Regions from separate parts of the Mus musculus genome. Here all the other regions are linked to region 3. Evidence: chromatin contacts called from public Hi-C, HiChIP or PLAC-seq and promoter capture Hi-C data. All regions are on one chromosome and are shown on one strand. Each heading gives the region's core, a stretch centred on a gene start, on an enhancer-like site or on the middle of the called end of the contact. The rest is flanking DNA. Distances are from core to core; before and after follow the strand shown.

Evidence for each region. Hi-C and Micro-C count contacts between places; a contact is called where the count stands out from the background. HiChIP or PLAC-seq counts read pairs in DNA pulled down with a chosen protein or histone mark. Capture Hi-C pulls out chosen DNA fragments and counts their contacts.
Region 1: a promoter capture Hi-C map of adipose tissue shows a contact between it and region 3. The contact joins the promoter of Ccdc71 here to the promoter of Rbm5 in region 3. A contact is called at or near these places in 3 of 39 promoter capture datasets (cranial neural crest, liver and pre-B cells), 4 of 115 datasets of contacts at active chromatin or transcription factors (astrocytes, bone marrow-derived macrophages, memory CD8 T cells and 1 more) and 1 of 9 other capture datasets (adipose tissue).
Region 2: a contact with region 3 is called in an H3K27ac HiChIP or PLAC-seq map of microglia, with 8 times the contacts expected there. The contact joins the promoter of Usp4 here to the promoter of Rbm5 in region 3. A contact is called at or near these places in 3 of 39 promoter capture datasets (frontonasal cranial neural crest, neural stem cells and pre-B cells), 3 of 484 Hi-C or Micro-C datasets (cortical neurons, neutrophils and spermatogonial stem cells), 11 of 115 datasets of contacts at active chromatin or transcription factors (the 230-238 cell line, astrocytes, bone marrow-derived dendritic cells and 8 more) and 2 of 9 other capture datasets (adipose tissue and liver).
Region 4: a Hi-C map of B cells shows a contact between it and region 3, with 15 read pairs. The contact joins the promoter of Usp19 here to the promoter of Rbm5 in region 3. A contact is called at or near these places in 6 of 39 promoter capture datasets (the C10 cell line, cranial neural crest, embryonic stem cells and 2 more), 2 of 484 Hi-C or Micro-C datasets (B cells and muscle stem cells), 6 of 115 datasets of contacts at active chromatin or transcription factors (astrocytes, bone marrow-derived macrophages, embryonic stem cells and 3 more) and 3 of 9 other capture datasets (adipose tissue, liver and macrophages).

Annotation. Positions count from the first base shown.
Region 1 is chr9:108,459,013-108,461,862 of GRCm38.p6, forward strand. It overlaps Ccdc71 (coiled-coil domain containing 71), which reads left to right and starts at 1,541. Exons shown (of 2, transcript NM_133744.5): 1 at 1,541-1,605. It overlaps Gm51295 (predicted gene, 51295), which reads left to right and starts at 82; the gene lies at 82-148. It also overlaps a transcript of Klhdc8b not described here.
Region 2 is chr9:108,346,258-108,349,314 of GRCm38.p6, forward strand. It overlaps Usp4 (ubiquitin specific peptidase 4 (proto-oncogene)), which reads left to right and starts at 1,574. Exons shown (of 22, transcript NM_011678.2): 1 at 1,574-1,761. The coding sequence starts at 1,661.
Region 3 is chr9:107,769,733-107,772,557 of GRCm38.p6, forward strand. Rbm5 (RNA binding motif protein 5) reads right to left here and starts at 1,270. Exons shown (of 25, transcript NM_148930.3): 1 at 1,153-1,270.
Region 4 is chr9:108,489,308-108,492,053 of GRCm38.p6, forward strand. It overlaps Usp19 (ubiquitin specific peptidase 19), which reads left to right and starts at 1,369. Exons shown (of 27, transcript NM_027804.4): 1 at 1,369-1,588. It overlaps Lamb2 (laminin, beta 2), which reads left to right. Exons shown (of 33, transcript NM_008483.3): 29 at 1-67; 30 at 146-287; 31 at 470-646; 32 at 739-898; 33 at 977-1,223. The coding sequence ends at 1,113.

The DNA of each region.
Region 1 (2,850 bases), core at 291-2,790, 690 kb after region 3:
CTCTGACCTCTGGGTTTGATAATGCAAGAGAGGAATCTCCTTCTAGGGCACATTTGGCCTGCTAGAGCACATCTGGCCTGCTACTATGCCTGGAAGGCACCAAGCTCTGCCTCTTGGCAGAAGTGGCTTCTGTTTGCATAGTTATGGCTCATCCTGGTGTAGGTCCATAAGGCCCTTTTTCTCTACCAAGAGAAATGACTGGAGGTACTGACCCCAGACTGCCCGCAGATTTTGTGGTTCCTCTTGGGTACTTGGCTACCCAGAAACTGTCAGGAGTCTCCTGTCGGTGCCAAAGCTCTGAGAAGTAAACAGGCATCAAGTGAGGCCTTGGGTATTGATGGGTGGTTGATACTTATCTTTAAAGATGACAGATCCCTCTACATAGGCTGGGAAACACAGAACAGCTAAGGATCTTTCAGTCGTACAAAAGAGGAAGAAGGCTAGTATCCAGCTCCCACATGAAGCACTTCAAACACCCTTGTCTACCTACCCCAAACTCTTAGACAGGTCCAGATGCCTTCACTCCCTCATCCATGAAACCAAAGCTTTCCTGATGCCTCCTAAACTGGACTAGGAAGCATCTGACAAGGGGGTCCTTTCCTTAAAGCTGTGAAGCCAGGCATGGCAGCACATGCCACCTTTGATCCCAGGAATCCAGGGCTATGTAGGGATACACTGTCTCCAAAAAGGACAAGGTTTGGAAAATATGCTGACTGTTCATCTGAGGTCTCAGATTCCTAGAGTTAGTTTTAACCTGTGTCCTCAAATACTGCTGAGGAGAGGGCTCTGTAACTAACCATCTTGTGTTGTCTACAGGACATAGGTAGGACTGAGTTTGCAATCTCTTTGCCAACAGAGCCAACGGATTCTGGGCACTGTAACGACTGAAAAGTGTTACTTTGTGCCATTCGAGGTGCTTTGGCTGAGCCAGATCTTGGCACTCCACTGTGTATACATACCTGAGCAAGTATATTCAGGCCCACATTGATGTACTGTGACTTACAGACTGGCCATCTACAGCCCCAGGCTGCTGTGTATTACTTGTGCCTACATGTATATACCAGCTTTTCATGCAGTGTGCCAGGGTTAAGCCCATTCTCAGGAGAGGAGCGCCTGCTACTCTTTCAGGAAGTACTTGTGTGGTGAAACAAGGGGACTTTCCTGAGATAATCCCTGTCAGGCACACTCTCTTCTGATCAGGTGCCAGAGAAAGAGTAAGGTCCTGGGGTGTAGAATAGCATAGAGCTTGCCAGGAGTCACTTTGACTCCTATATTACCAGGACATTTTAGAAAAGTGGTCCTTAGTCCAATCCTGACTGGGATCCTGTGACTTTTGCCTTCTATGTGCACAGGCTCCCATACTGGATCAGATAGGTTTGGACTTGTCACCTCCGAGGCCACCCCCTCCAGGCAGCCCTCCGAAGTACTCAACCTGCTCCGCCCCCAGACTTGGGGGGGGAGGGGAGAGTTCTAGGGGTCAAGGGTCACCAGGCGGGCTAGATCCCGGAAGCGGAAGCACGGTGTACTTCCGGCGCGCAGCAGGCGGCCATGTTGGAGCGGCGGAGGCGGCGCAGAGGTGCGTCCTGGGTCCCCGCGGCGGCGCCGGTAGGTTGGAGCCGCGGGCCTAGCGGTGGTGCGGAGTGGCTGCCCATGAGGCCACAGGGCGGCAGGGCGAAGGGACTGGGTGGCCGGCCCTTCCGGGATCCTCATTTTCCCAGGGCTTGGCCGAGACACCCCACCCCTACCCAGGACCCCACCCTGGGGGTTCTGAGGATCCTGTCGGGCGACCACTGCCCACCTTACACATTTCGCCGCCGCCGTAACCCCGACTCCCCGTCGCCGTTCAGGCCCCGGGGCCTCGGTCTCCCCGCCTGAGGGCCCCGATCTGCCCCTGATCCCAGTCCGCCCGATTAGTATGCCCGCCCCCAGTCTTCTGTCAACTTCCTGTGCTGGCCCCAAAGGAATGTGTGAAGGCAAAAGTCAGCCTGGCTGCAGCCTCTGTTTACAAAGCTTCTTGAGAGCCAAGAAGCACCCTCCCTCCCATGGGCTCAGAATGACCTAGGCAAAGAGCCCCTTGGTCCCCGCCCCGTAATATGAGCGCCGGAGGTTTGGGGTGGGAGGTAGGTCGTCCCCCTCTGTCCTACAGTTCATAGCCCACCCATTCAAAACATAAATAAATAAATAAATAAATAAATGAAAGCATTAACTTGGATTGTACTTGAAGAGCATCCTCTGGGGAGGGGAAGTGCCTCAGACACCTGAGGATCCAAGAATGTTTCCAAACAAAGAGCCCCAGGGCACTTTCTCCGGGGAGTCTGAGGACTGTGTGTCTGCTTCATTAGAGCTGTGCAGAGCGGCGGCACAGACGGGCTCCTAGACTCCAGGGACCTGTCTCATCCCAGCTGATCTTTTAACGCTCCGGTGCAGCTGGGGAATTTACCTTTTGACTCGGGAAGCCCTCAGATGCTGCGTTGGAGTGCTGGGTGTAACTTCTGAGTGACAGCCATGGCTTCCTTAAGGAAGCATAGGACGATTTGAGTGGTCCCAGACAGCTGCATCTGTTGGGACCACTAACATCTAAGGTCTGTTGCCTTTTAAGCGCTACGGCTTGGCCTACCTTCCTAGTTGGAATCTTTCCCTGTCCTTTGTCGTCAAACCTTGAACTCCTTGGTCTCGTTGCCTGGTCTCTTGCTTGCCTTAGAGATGTTTGCAACTGTCTTTTTTTTTTGGGCGGGTCTGTGTCTTATATTGGGTTTGAACTCCAAGACTAGAGCTAGGAATCAGGTCACTGAGTATCCTGTCTATAGACTCTGGTAAGGAGATGAGCCACCCCCTGCACTGGAACGTTGG
Region 2 (3,057 bases), core at 324-2,823, 580 kb after region 3:
TGTTTTACTTGCCTTACTGTTAAGAACAGGATTTGTGCCAGGTGTGGTGGTGCACACCTTTAACCACAGCAGGAGGCAGAGGCAGGCGGATTTCTGAGTTCAAGGTCAGTCTGGTCTACAGAGTGAGTTCCAGGACAGCCAGGGCTACACAGAGAAACCCTGTCTCGAAAAAAAAAAAACCGAAACAAAACAGGATTTGCCTGAAAAGCAAAAGCTCACCAGTTGCCCGGGCATCTCCACAGATGGCTTTCTACCATGCTTTTAAACCTGTTCCAGAGCAAGATTTTCAAGACTTGCAATCTTTTCTTTTTCTTCTTCTTCTTCTTCTTCTTCTTCTTCTTCTTCTTCTTCTTCTTCTTCTCCTTCTCCTTCTCCTTCTCCTTCTCCTTCTCCTTCTCCTTCTCCTCCTCCTCCTCCTCCTCCTCCTCCTCCTCCTCCTCCTCCTCCTCCTTCTCCTTTTCTCCTTCTCCTTCTCCTTTTCCTTCTTCTCCTCCTCCTCCTTCTTCTCCTCCTTCTCCTCCTCCTTCTCCTCCTTCTCCTTCTTCTTCTTCTTCTTCTTCTTCTCCTCAAGACAGGGTTTCTTGTAGCCTTGGTTGTCCTAAAATTCTCTCTGTAGACCAGGCTGGCTTCGAATTCAGAGATCTGCCTACCTCTGCCTCCTGAGTGCTGGGTTAAAAGCCTGTGCCATCACCGCCCGGAAGAAAACGGAATCATTGTTTCAGGAAAAAATTAAGATGCCTGGACCTCTGTCGGCTTCGGTGGTTGCTACTCTCTCCTTGACCTGGATGGCTGACAGGATACAAAGTTGTTTAAGACAACTTTGTTTTTTGCGTCTATTTATGACTTTATTTTTGTTTTTTGCAGGTGTGGTGATGTATGCTTTTAATCCCAGCACTCTGGAGAAAAGGGCAAATGGGCCTAAATTCGAGACTAGCCTAGATTACATAAACAGCTCCAGGACAGCAGCTAGAAGAAACCTGTCCCAAACAAACAACAAATTTCACTATTGTGTGCCTGTTTGGCGAACGCGTGCCACAGTGTCTGTGTCGAGAACAAAGGACAACTTTAAAGAGTCAGTTTTCTTTTTCCACTTTTACACGGGTTCTGGGGATCAAACCCAGTTGTCACCCACGTAGCCATCGCGCCGGCCCTTGTTTGAAACAACTATTAATGGCTGGACCACACCGGACAGTCCAGATCTCAATGCGTCCGTGTGCACTTGGCTACAGGGGCTGCCGAGGCAGTAAATTCAATCTCGCATTTAGGCAGTCTTGCTGAAAGCCGCATGGAACCGAGTGGAAACAAGAAAAGCAAGCGGCAGGCTCCTCCTGCACGGATTTAGCATCAGGCTAACCTCACAGGCCAGGATGGAGCGAGTGACTGATGGGTCGAGGGCGGGCCAGCAGTCAGATCGCAGGAGCCGCTCAGACACGGGTGGATGTGGCCGCCGCCTCTGGGCGTCCAGCCTGCTTCTGTCCGCTTCGGCTCCGGAGGGGGCGGGGGGGGGTTAACAGCGCGTGGGGGCGGGGAGAAGAGGCGAAAGTCGACGGCGGTGCCGGGCGCGCGCACGTGCGTGGTTACGTGCGTGCGTGGGCGCGGCCCATAGCACGCCGTGCGCTAGGCGGATGTCCGGGCCGGCTGGGCCGGGGCGGCGGACGAGATGGCGGAAGGCCGGGGCAGCCGTGAGCGACCGGATGTGGAGACCCAGAAGACGGAGCTCGGAGCCTTGATGGGGACCACGCTCCAACGTGGGGCGCAGTGGTGAGCGTCCGCCCTGCCCTCCTGCGGCGCAGAGCGTCTAGCCGGCTCGCTGGCCCTCAGGCCGGACCTCTGTCCTCAGTTTTAGGTGGAGGCGGGCCGGGGGCGGTGCCTGGAGTCTGAAAGAGTGGCTTGACAGCGGCCGCTGATGAAAGAAACCCCGGGATCAGCTGGGGGACAGCGCTGACAGGCGTGGGGTTTGTCCCGGTCCATTCGGATTCACAGTAGTCTTGGACCGGCGGGGACAGGGGGTGTAGAATATAGAAAAGGGGGCGCGCTGGGGTCGGCGGGAGCGGGAAGGTGGGGGAAAGCACTTAACCACCGAAGACTTGGGCGCTTGATGGTGACCTTGGTGGGGGAAGTTTCCACCCCTTACACACCTCCGATCCTTAACAATTAAAACCTCGGTAGCAATTTGTGGCTTAGGACGCTCCTGGCGTGGAGAGAGGATCCGAAGTGGATACTTTGTAACTTGTAAACTGTGATACTTTGTAACTTGTAAACCGTGGGACAGGATTCAAAGCCAAAAACTAGAAGCCAGTTGTCAGATGGTCCGGGACAATTGTAGCAGTAGTTAGATGTAAGAGTGGGAGGGGAGGGGAAGGGAGGGGAGCTTGACTCCTGGAGCAAAATAGAAGATCGAAAGTTACAAGACTTTGCCAGGCACGCTGGCATATGCTTTATTGGTTTGCAGGAGCAGAGGCTGTAGGATTGCTGTAGGTTCAGGGCTGGTCTCATACAGTGAGCAGCACCCCCCCCCCAAAAAAAAAGTTCCAGGTTTACTAGAGCAGATTCAAATATGAGGCCTCTTAAGAGATTGTTAACTAGAAGGGATTGTACTCCCCAGTCGGGGAGAAATGCCTGGGTGGTGCTGCTGTGTAGGAGTCAAATAATAGGGTAGGTTTCTCATTGATTATGACCAATATGAGGACTGAAAAAGAGAACAGAACTTATGTGTTTGGGGTGTGGTCTAGGTGTAGTTTATGGTGTTTAAATTGAGCCAGTGAAAGGCCAGACAAATAGAGAGAGGTACTTTAGAAATTCTGCAAAGGGATGACACAGAAAGAATATTCAGGTTGGTCTGGATGCTCATGCCTGTAGTCTTAGTCCTGGAGGAGTATTGCTGCCAAATTTCAGGGCCAACCTCAGTGACATAGTAAAAGCCTTGTCTCAAAAAAAAAAAAAAAATGGTGGTGGGTAATGTGATTAATAACTTAGTAACATAGTTTTACTTGTAGAAAGAGTCCATTTGAAATGATTGCTCATGGGCTGGTGAGACTGCTCAGCATCTGAGAACTT
Region 3 (2,825 bases), core at 20-2,519:
AGGAAGGAAAAGGAGGCTGTCAACACTAAGTCATAATTGTGTTAAGAAGCAGGAAGATGAAGGTCACTTTAACATATTAAGATCATATATTCAATAAGAAACTCAAGAAGGGTGAAGGCTTTAGACACCTTGGACACTCCCACTACAATTACAAAGCAAAAAGCTCCTGATTTTCATAACCAAAGCAACGCTATTTATTGAGATGGACAATGATTAAAGCATTCATCCAACTGTCTTCGTTAATATAAAATTCAACACTAAAATTGTAACACGATCTCAAATTTTTCTGACAAAAACTTAGAAGCTGGAATGCTGATCTGATTGAAATTTACATATATAACACATCGCCTGATCTCAATTTATTTCAGTAAGACAAGACCAAACCTTGACTCGGCTTAATATCTGTGTATCAATAACACCTATGTCTTGGACCAGCCCTGATCGACAACAGGCCACCGAGTGACCCACAGCCTTTCCCCGGCCGATTGGCCGTAATAAAACATCACACAGCTATGATGCCTGTGATGTCCCAGAAACTATAGTTACTGCCATTTCTAGAATCTGGTCTTTTAAAGCAAGCACTTAACAAACATTCGTTGACTTAAAAAATAAGAGACATCTAGTGGGTCAAGTTCCGGGGTCGAACGGCTACGGCTGTCCCTTGTTTTCGCCCGAGATGCCCGCACCCACCTCCCAGGGAGGTTGCCCATGCCCACCTCCGCGGGGTATCGCAGCCGAGATGGCGGCGCAACTGAATCCGGCATTCAGTCCATCTTTCTTATCTTCCATCCATCCCTCCCCACACCCATTCCCAACCACCTTTCGCACAGCGAGATTCAGTTGGAGACTCAGGGCGATGATGGCTTAAGAGACTGCCAGGCGCTCCACAGCTCCGCACGACAGGGGATTCGGGACAACGTCCCAGCAAGAGACAAACAACTCCAAAGAGGCGGGTCGAGGACCGGGCTAGGGGGCAACCTATGAAAGCCAGCAGAGCCAGAGGCGAGGAGGGGCGCGGCCCTCAAGCGCTTGCTTAGTTTAGTCTCTTCAAAGACTCGGCTGAGCGGTCACCTCTGGCGGCTGACAGGCAGACTTAAGGGACAGCACCAATTGCAAAATCACTGGGGTGTAATGGACGGCAGCCGCACTCACCCCCACAGAGGGAACAAAGCAGGAGCAGTAGCGGCTCTGCGCCCCAGAACCTCCTACAAGGTTCGGCCGCTCCACAAAATGGCGTCTCCACCGACCGTCTTCTCCTACCCACAGTCCCTCGCGCGTCGACCTTCCCCCACCTCCCATCCTACCCGCCTCTCCAGAGGCGTCCAATCAGCGAGGGTGCCGGTCTGCGCGAGGGCTGCCGGGAAGTGTGGTCGCCCAGGCAGCCTGTCACTATACCCTGCGTTAATTTTTTTGCGTATTTCATCTGCTCCATGACAAAGCTGCCATTCAGCTTCTGAGAACCCGGATGTGAACTTTACCAGCGCTTGACACACTGTAAAACGTATAATCCAGTTCGTAGAGAAGGCATACTACGGATTACTTCCCTAGTCGTTTTACAAACATACAGAGCTAATAATTCGGTAAACTGGAAACTGAACTAGCTTGTTTTCAGAAGCCATGCCAGCACTAGAATATGAACTCCAGAACAATAGGGATATTTTGTTGTAAGACCCTGCCACAAGCAAACAAAACAACAATAAAACCAAGCCTGTGAGATAGCCTCATCAGGTAAGGCTTACTGCCAAGCCTAAAACCCTGAGTTCCATCCCTGCAATTCACAGGATGGAAAGAGAACCACGCATGAGAGTAGTCTTCTGATGTGGCAAACATGGATGTGTGTTCAAATACACCAACAATAAGTAAATGCAAAGCAGCCCAAATTCAAACCAAATCATCACCCAACTACACATTAAAAAAAAAAATCCAACAAAACAGACAAAACCCTAGAGGTTCCCCCCCCCCCTCTCTCTGCTTTTTGTGGAGATATTGTCATCCAGTTGCCATAACTTGTCCTCTGCATATGTAGTTATTAGGGAGCAGATTTCCCTCATTTTTTTTTTTAATTTTTCTTCCCTTCCCTCCCTTTTGTTTTCTTTAGAAAGGGTCTCTATAGTTCTGGTTAGCCTGGAATTCACAATGTAGACTGACCAAGATCCATCTCCTTAGTGTGGGACTGTTTCTGACCCTCCAGTTTTCACCTCCTTCTGGGATTACAAGTCTGATAAGAATAACGGTGTGCAGGAATTAGGGTGACTGAAACTGGCTAGAAATGCCTGATAACACAGCTGAAGGAACACATACTCAACATCTTTCTTTTGTATCTATGTATTCTCAGTATACAATTATGTAAATGTTAAGATATGCCCAATTATGGTTGAGTATATATAACACACTTAACCGCAGAAAATATACATTTGTCTGCAGATCATAGAAACCACTTATAGCAGGGTGTGGTGATCCATGCCTATAATCCCAGAGGTAATTGGATCTCTGAGTTCAAGGCCAGCCTGGTCTAAAAAGGTGAGTTCCAGGAAAGCCAGGGTGATATAAAGAACTCACTCACTGGTTGCTGGGATTAAAGGTGAGCCACCATGCTGCCAATTCAATTTTAAACTCAAAAGCTACTCCCCTATCCCTAGACAGATTCCATCCAGGGATGAATGGCATCCTCTCAATTGTGTCTGTCTGTTGAGTAGAATTGTTTTTGTGAGTAGATGGACTATATATCCTAGGCTATCTGGTAGTCGATGTACCAAAGACAATGGAAATTGTTCTAATTTAAGCAACACAAAAAAGCAAATATATTATTGAACAAAGTTTTAATA
Region 4 (2,746 bases), core at 119-2,618, 720 kb after region 3:
TCCTGGCCCATACCATGGGCGACGTGCGTCGGGCTGAACAGCTACTGCAAGATGCGCACCGGGCACGGTCTGACCCCCAAGCCTGGTCCCCATTCCTGAAACCTGGTCCTGATACCTGTAGACCCTGATCTCCCCTCTTCCTCAGGAGCCGGGCCGAGGGTGAGAGACAGAAGGCAGAGACAGTCCAAGCGGCACTGGAGGAGGCTCAGAGGGCACAAGGAGCTGCTCAGGGTGCCATCTGGGGAGCAGTGGTTGACACACAAAACACAGAGCAGACCCTGCAGCGGGTATGACTTCCTTAGGACGAGGTGATGGGCATGTACTAAGGATCTGGCTTGCTTTGTCTGGGACAGGGAGGTCTTACTGTGTAGCCCTGGGCAGCCTGGAAGTTACAGAGATCAACTTGCTTCTCCTTCTCAGTTGCTGGTACTAAAGGTGGATTTGTTAAACCTGGGCCTTTCTGTGGCAGGTCCAGGAGAGGATGGCAGGTGCAGAGAAGTCTCTGAACTCTGCCGGTGAGCGGGCTCGGCAATTAGACGCCCTCCTGGAGGCCCTGAAACTGAAACGGGCAGGAAATAGCCTGGCAGCATCTACAGCGGAAGAAACAGCAGGCAGTGCCCAGAGCCGTGCCAGGGAGGCTGAGAAAGTGGGTTGGGCGAAGCCCTCTGGATGGGGTAGGGGTATTATAGTTAGAATTCCACTGAATTAGTATACCGACCCTGCCTCTTACATCTGCAGCAACTACGGGAACAAGTAGGTGACCAATACCAAACAGTGAGGGCGTTGGCAGAGCGGAAGGCTGAAGGTGTTCTGGCTGCACAAGCCAGGGCAGAACAACTGCGGGATGAGGCTCGGGACCTGTTGCAGGCCGCTCAGGATAAGCTGCAGCGGCTACAGGGTGAGGACCATGGTGGGCGGGAGCTAGAAAGGTGGGCTTGCGTGAGAAAAGACTTGAACTATTTCTTGACCCTTCTAGAGCTGGAGGGCACATATGAGGAGAACGAGCGTGCACTGGAGGGCAAAGCGGCCCAGCTGGATGGGCTGGAAGCCAGGATGCGCAGTGTGCTCCAGGCCATCAACTTGCAGGTCCAGATCTACAACACCTGCCAGTGACCACTCCCTAGGGCCTAGCCTTGTCGCCAAGCACTGTTCTGCACACGATCGTCCGCACATTAAAGAGCTCCTGGCTAGCAAGAGCTTTCAATAAACCTGTGTGAACCTCCTCTGTGTTGTCTGGCCTTTGATGGGAGGGGCGGAGGACCTTTATACACGCCATCAGCTGTAGGCTACCAGCAGAGGCCGAGCACCGGAACCCCTCCTCTTCCTTTCCCGCCCTCCCCAAAGCTGCCCTTCACCAAGAGCTCCCACTCTTGCCGGAAGTGCGTCATCAGCTCGGCACCCCGCCTCCCGTAGCCGTAGCTAGAAGTCGAAACAAAACAAGCGGCTGAAGCAGCGGCGAAGGCGGCGGTGGCGGAGGAGCCGGGACGGGGGAGGGGCGCGCCGGAACCGGAACCGACCCGACGCCGGAACCGGAATCGAGAGCGTGTTGCCAGGGCCCGAAGAGGGCTGGTGGCGGCGGTCTCGCTCGGTGAGTGGTGTGGGCCTCAAGTCGCCGGTTTGGCCGCAGCGGGGGAAGGCCGCAAGGTTGGCCCGGGGCGGGCCTGTTCAAGGTCACGGGCCGTGCCAGCCCCGACATCTCGAGCCTCGCGGCGTGCTCGGCCTACCGATGCCGACCGAGCCGTTATGCTACCCCTGTGGCCGGCCTCTCTGTTTTTAAGAGGATTAGCGGCGAGCGAGGGTGGCTTCCTGGAGGAGGTGGTGGCAGGCCTGGGATTCGGAGGCTGGAGGAGGGCAGCATCCTAGCCGGGGCGTTGGTCTGCGTTCAGTAACTCTGCGCAGCTTCTCTAACCAGCTGGGATCTCCGGATAGTTTCTCTGCCGCTTCGACGGCTTTCAGAGCATGGGGGAGGGATTCCGGCTGTGAATCGGGCCTCGGTGTAAGGAGGAAACGGCGGGTGCTCTGCCCAGAGGCCTGGACGGACTGTCACTAAAGATTCCGCTCATCACTCTTATCGTCCAAGGGTATTTTTATCACCCCACTCTCCCCTAAGGGAACACAGGCTACAGTTCAATCTCCTTCGTCTCGCAAGCCGGGCTTGAGGCTGCCAGGGCTAGTACTAGGTCTACGTTCCATCTCCACCCTCACTAGTTTTGAGAACTTCACTTTGGATGGAGGGAGCCCGAATCCACACACAGGTGGGAAACAGATCAGGCCTCCGTGGCTCAGAGCTGATGATGAAGGAAGGAACCTGGAGACAGGGGTGATGTCTGTTTCGTTGTTAAGCCTATCACCGTGTCTTAAAACTGGAGTCCACTCCTCATTTTTTTTTTTTTCGAGACAGGGTTTCTCTGTGTAGCCCTGGCTGTCCTGGAACTCACTCTGTAGACCAGGCTGGCCTCGAACTCAGAAAATCCGCCTGCCTCTGCCTCCCAAGTGCTGGGATTAAAGGCGTGCGCCACCACCACCCGCCTCCACTCCTAATCTTTAAGGCTGAGGAGAGAGAGATCGATCCTTCTTTAGGTGGAAACAAAAGATCAAGTTTCAGGAGCTGGTTTATGGCAAAAAATAGGAGCCGGCAGGAAGCAGACTAGATGCTTTAGTACCAGAGCCTTTCTGGTTAGTGGCAGCACCTGGGGCCGTTTTCAGCTTCAGAGTCTGCCCTTCTGCTGCTCTGACTATTCCTTGG